Linked DNA regions of Mus musculus: region 1 is linked to region 2. A link is a contact called in public promoter capture Hi-C data. All regions are on one chromosome and are shown on one strand. Each heading gives the region's core, a stretch centred on a gene start, on an enhancer-like site or on the middle of the called end of the contact. The rest is flanking DNA. Distances are from core to core; before and after follow the strand shown. Region 1 overlaps Mbd5 (methyl-CpG binding domain protein 5). Region 2 holds the start of Mbd5 (methyl-CpG binding domain protein 5).

Region 1 (2,700 bases), core at 123-2,622, 120 kb after region 2:
GAATATATCTTGCTGCATTCCCACCATCAGTATATATTTGCCCCATTTCCTCCACATTTTTGTCAACTTCTCTTGTAATTGTTATTTTGAAAATAACCTTGATGGAGCAATTTTATCACTTTGATTGTCATAGTTCACATCAACATCAGGTATTTTTTGTTTAATTTTCTAATTGGAGCATCAGTTATCAAAGTGTGTAGCTTATTTTATGAATCTTCATCCTTATTACATGTTTAGACGTCAACAGACAGATATGAAAAGGGACTGTCTACTAATTTGGTTTTTGTTTCTATGATTAAACACAGAACAAAGAACAAGATGGGGAAGGAAAGAGGTTCTCTTACTTACAGAGCCTGATCATAGATGGCCACAATAGAAGTCCAGGCAGGAACAAGAACAAGAGAGGTTCCCTACTGGTTCGATCCCATGCCTTGCTCAGCCTTCTGTCCTATACAACCCAAGACCAGTTCCCCCAGGCAACTCTCAGACTGAGCCTCTCTTGTAAACAGTTAAGGAAAATAAGTATGCCCCTCAGACCCCTAGAGGCAATCTTAGAGATCCAGTCCCTCAATTTTCCTTCTTCCCAGAAACTCCAGTTTATGTCAAGTTGACAGTACTAACAAGCTTATAGGAAAAAATTAAAAGCTTTACTCATGAGTTGGAATTTCACATCTCTTAGTGAAAGTCTTTGGAGCCTGTGTGTGTAAGACTACACCATGGATATAGTGTCATGAATGTTGGATGTGTGTTGAGTTGCAACTTGGTAGATCACATAAGGTCCTTTTCTGTTTTGTAGGAACAATTCTGCCCCACCTAGAATCTAAAGGAAGAACATGAATTTTGAAGTAGGGAAAATAACACTTTTTTTAAAGATTTATTTGTTTATTTTATGCATATGAGTACACTACCATTGCTCTCTTCAGACACACCAGAAGAGGACATCAGACCCCATTACAGATGGTTGTGAGCCACCATGTGGTTGCTGGGATTTCAACTCAGGACCTTTGGAAGAGCAGTTGGTGCTCTTAACCACTGAGCCATCTCTCCAGCCCAGAAAATAACTTTTAATAACCATCTTGATGGACATAGGATGATATTCCCTTTTGGTTTCGTTTGTATTCTCTTGGTAATTAACAGATTTTTATTATTTTAATTATGTGTTTGCCATTTCCACTTGTCTTTTGAAAAATGTATATTTAGATAATTTACTTACTTTTAATATATTCTTTTTCTTGAGTTATATTAGTACATATATTTTGGAGACTAGCTTGTTCTTCACCTGTATGGTGGGAGAACTACTTCCTCCTAGTCTAGGTCATTTGTTTCTTTTGTCACAGTCTTAGTTCATACAGTCCCTCCCTTCTGGCAGTTCCTCTTTTGTTCCTTGTGGTTTTAGGGTCCTAAGAAATAATTTTCTAAAACAATGTTGTAGACTATGTAGTGTTGTTATTGCAGGTTTTATGCTTAGGACTCTTACCCAATTGTAGTTAATTTTTATACATAGTAAAGATAATTTTAAGAGATGTTATGCAGTTTTAATCTCTGCATAACCATCCAAAGCCATTTATTGAAAGTACATTTTCCTCCACTCTACATATTTGACATCTTTGTTGCTTGAGTACTTCTTGGATTTCCTACTGTTATTAGTCAATCTTCTCTTTTTGTGACCTCTTTTTCTTATAACTTTATATTTTGCAATGAAGGGGTGTCATGCTTCCATTGTAAGTATTTAGCCCCATATTTCTTATTTGATTTTGGTTTTGTCTGGATCTATACAGTGTTTAGTACTGCCTTTTCTAGACATGCGAAAGAAAATGATAATGTTTACAATGATAAATTGAATTGTGTATCACATTAGTTCTGTAGACATTCACATGATTAGTCCCTGATGATGTATGTTGCTCCATTTGTTTCTGATGATGTATGTAGCTCCATTTGTTTCTTCTTTTCTCTCATCAGTGTTATATTTTAGTCAAGGTACAGATGTTTCATATCACTGTTAGAATTATCCCTAAGCCCTTCAGTTTTATACCAAATTAGCCAGGTTACAACAGGCCTTCACTGTTTCCAAGCCATAATTACACAAACAATTGCCACCCATTGAACCCCATATTTTAACGGTATTTGAGAAATGTAAACTGTGGACACAGAAAATATATTGATCCATAATTTTGAAACAGTTGTTGCTGATTAAATTTGATGAATGAAGAAAGAAACAAAAGGTCAAGAACTATTGTAAAATTAATGCTAGATAAAAAAAAACAAAACAAAAACAAAACTGGTAAAAGTGGTTGACTCTTAGGAACTCGTTATAATTTTTATTTTCATTACTGTTGATTATGCTCAATATACTCTGTTTGGAAATTCTTCTTTTAGGTTTATTCATTTTATTTTATGTGAACTGTTTTGCCCGAGTATTAGTACTTGTACTACATGTGTGCCTGGTACTGGCAGAGACCTTGAAATTTAACTTACAGATGGATGTGAGCTATTTTGTAGGTACTAGGACTGAACCTGGGGCATCTGCATGAACAATGACCTTAGCCTCCCAGCCACCTCTCCAATCCTGCAAATTATTCTTGATTTTAATAATTTAAGTGTTGTTAGTCAATCTAGCTGAAGAATTTCTATATACTAATTATGGGTCATTTCCCCCTTGTATTTCACTTTTTTAAACCTGAATTTGACCTCTTATTTTTT
Region 2 (2,700 bases), core at 171-2,670:
AAAAGTTTTACCTAGGTCATAATAGTTTTCTATAAGAAGATTGAGACTTGGTTTTCTAATAAAAATTTTAGGGCACTGGAGTTTTGTTTTGAACCCATCTGACATAATTACCTCCCTAGGACGAAGGAAAAAAAAAAAAAAGCACCGTGCAATGGATACATTAAATAGCGTACTGTATAGACTTGCACCAAGAACAATTCGGGAAAATGTGTAACTTTTAACAGACTGAATCCTACTGAGCAGAACTAAAATAGTTAAGACTAAGTAAGAGTAAGTGCGAAGATCTCCGATTTTGAATTTTTTTTAATGTAACTTGGATTATTAAAGACGAGGTAATAGTCCTCCGATGTATCTTGACAAAAACCAGCTAAAAGACTAACGAAGAAAGTTAAAATGAAAAAGAAGCCGTTATTTCACTATAAAAAAAAGAAACACCCAGACAAAAAGCTTTCTCTTTAGCTCCACAAGAAAAGAATATTTCAAGGCTTTTCTTTTTTAGTGACAAAACTCTGTATGAAAGACCAAACAATCCCAAGCATCCTCAAACGGGCAGTCTTTTGTGTTTGCAGCATTAAGGCAGAGAGCATGCAGGGAGCCCTCACTCAGACCTTTCCTGCCCGTTCCTTGCCTACATGCCTACAGCTTCTCCAAAATCCCAAAGAAAACAGAAAAGTCAGGAAGGCAGGATGTGTATGAGCAAGGCTACCGCAGAAGCTGATCAAAAGGCACACATCTGGTTAGGTTTTTCCAAATATGTCGCACGCTCTAAAGCAGGTAGTGCTTCTCTCTCTGCAGAGAACCTGACCTCTCAACACTGCCCAATCATGTTCCTCACCCAAAAGCCTTCTGTAGCCCGTCTCTGCTGAGCTCTGTGCCCGCTTCGTCCACAGCAGCTCCCGGAAGCCGAGAGCCAGGGGCAGGCCTCCTGCTTTAGGCCTACCCGGCCTGCACGAGCCTCCCACTCCCCTCAGATTGTCCACCCGCCCGTAGCCACTGCGGCCCTCACCTTGCCTACGAGACCGGCCTTACCTCTCCCAGTCAAGCCTGCCTAAATCGGGCAAAGCCGGCCGCCGCCGACGGTGAGGACCGAAGGATGTTCACCACCTTCTCAGTCCCGCTGCTCCTACTGCAGCCCACCGCGCACAGCAACTCCCAGCATGCACGGCGACCGGCCGGCTTTGGCGGCCCCGCCCCCGCTCCGCCCCACCACGTGACCTGCTTTCAGGTCGGTCCCCGCCTACTTCCGTCCCTCCGCTCTCCCAGAGGAGGGAGGAGGCAGCTGGGGCTGCTCTAGAGTAGCAACTTCCTCCCTCTTCCCGCCCCCGCCCGGCTACCCCCTGCTTACAATGGCTTCCGGGTCGCCAGCGCCTTGGAGCCTTCTGGGAAAACCATCTCATTTCCTCCCCTCCCCCTCCTCCTTGCCTTCCACCAACCAGCCTCCCGTCAGAACGGGACATGCGCAGTGAGTGCCTCCCGTCTCGTCTCCCCGAGCCCCCCCTCCCCCCCAAGCAGAGAGACCCCAGCAGCAGCAGCAGCTGATGATGAAGAGAGAGGCAGTGGCAGAGGGGGGGCACCTTTTATTTCTATTTTTAAAGGGACAGGACACTAATTTTACCCCACTTCAACCTTGAATTGAGGGGGGTGGGGGGAAGGCGGCCGAGTTCCTCCCCCACCCTCCAGCTCTGAGCCCCGAGTGGGGGAATTGAGCCTGAGAGAGGAGAGGAGTTTCTTCTTCTTAGAAAAACCCCCATCCACGACTCCTACCCGCTCAGCCCTCCACACGCCTGCTTCCAGAGCCCCCTCCACCCTCCTTCTCTGTGGCCGGGAGAGAAGGAGAGAAAGAGACCAAAAGCCTCTTAGCAACACAGACCCTTGGCTGCTGCTGCTGCTACTGCTGCTGCTGCTGCTGCTGTTGCTGTTGCTGCTGCTTGGCCCTGGCTGAAGACATCTCCCTACACCGGGAGCAGCCACTTCCCCAGCTCTCCTCCTCCTCCTTCGCCTCCTCCTCCTCCACTCCCCCCCTTTATTACCCTTTGTGTCATCCTCCACAGCTCCAGGGAAGGCACTCAAAAGTGGGGGGCAGGAAAGGTAAGTGTGTCTGTGGGGGCTCCATTGCCTTCCTCTGGCTCTGACTTTCACTCCGGGGCAGCAGTAGCACCAAACCTCATACGCAGTGGAGCTCCGGGGTGAGGAGGGGGTGGTGCTGGGGGGGGGGGGAGTGAAGGAGGGGCGGGAGTGAGGAGGGGTGTGTGAGGTGGGGTGTCCACCCTGTCAGGGAAGGAAGGACACTTTTATTTTTATTTGCTGTTGTCAAAAGTGCTTTCTCCAGCTAACATCTGATTGTGTCTTGCTTCACTGGGGGAGAATACAAAAACAACCCCCTCCTTCCTCCAATGAGGCGCCAGGGAAAGAGACAGAAAAGAGGCATACTTTCTGGATGTCACTTAAAAAATTACGTTTGGAGAGATTTTTTTTTCCTCTTTCCTCAGGAAAAGCTGCCTGCATTTGTTTCTGAGTGGGAAAATGTCGGGATCTGAATTGTGTTGGAACTGCTTTAACCAGTTGTAGACCTGAGTGTTTCTCTCTCTTTGCTTGTCTGTGGCTTGGATATTGACTTTAGTGTTGAAAGACTTGACTGGTTTTACGTTAGGTGTTTAGCTTCTCCATTTTTCATTTTGTCTGAATGGCATAGCGAATTTC

The links. Promoter capture Hi-C pulls out the DNA fragments that hold promoters and counts their contacts.
Region 1: a promoter capture Hi-C map of the HPC-7 cell line shows a contact between it and region 2, with 2.6 times the contacts expected there. The contact joins the enhancer-like site here to the promoter of Mbd5 in region 2. A contact is called at or near these places in 7 of 39 promoter capture datasets (the 3T3-L1 cell line, 3T3-L1-derived adipocytes, the C10 cell line and 3 more), 3 of 484 Hi-C or Micro-C datasets (cortical neurons, nephron progenitors and olfactory sensory neurons), 3 of 115 datasets of contacts at active chromatin or transcription factors (the HPC-7 cell line, the SCID.adh cell line and fetal liver) and 2 of 9 other capture datasets (adipose tissue and pancreatic islet).

What each region holds. Positions count from the first base shown.
Region 1 is chr2:49,066,734-49,069,433 of GRCm38.p6, forward strand. All of the region lies in intron 2 of Mbd5 (methyl-CpG binding domain protein 5), which reads left to right. Among named protein-coding and RNA genes, the nearest start is that of Mbd5, 120 kb to the left of the region's middle. Within about 2 kb of position 1,373, at least 4 of the 459 cell types and tissues checked have an H3K27ac peak or open chromatin away from gene starts, as enhancers often do. A contact at or near this core is called in the HPC-7 cell line, where this site is marked.
Region 2 is chr2:48,948,088-48,950,787 of GRCm38.p6, forward strand. Mbd5 (methyl-CpG binding domain protein 5) reads left to right here and starts at 1,421. Exons shown (of 17, transcript NM_029924.2): 1 at 1,421-1,462. Orc4 (origin recognition complex, subunit 4) reads right to left here and starts at 1,180. Exons shown (of 14, transcript NM_011958.4): 1 at 1,030-1,180.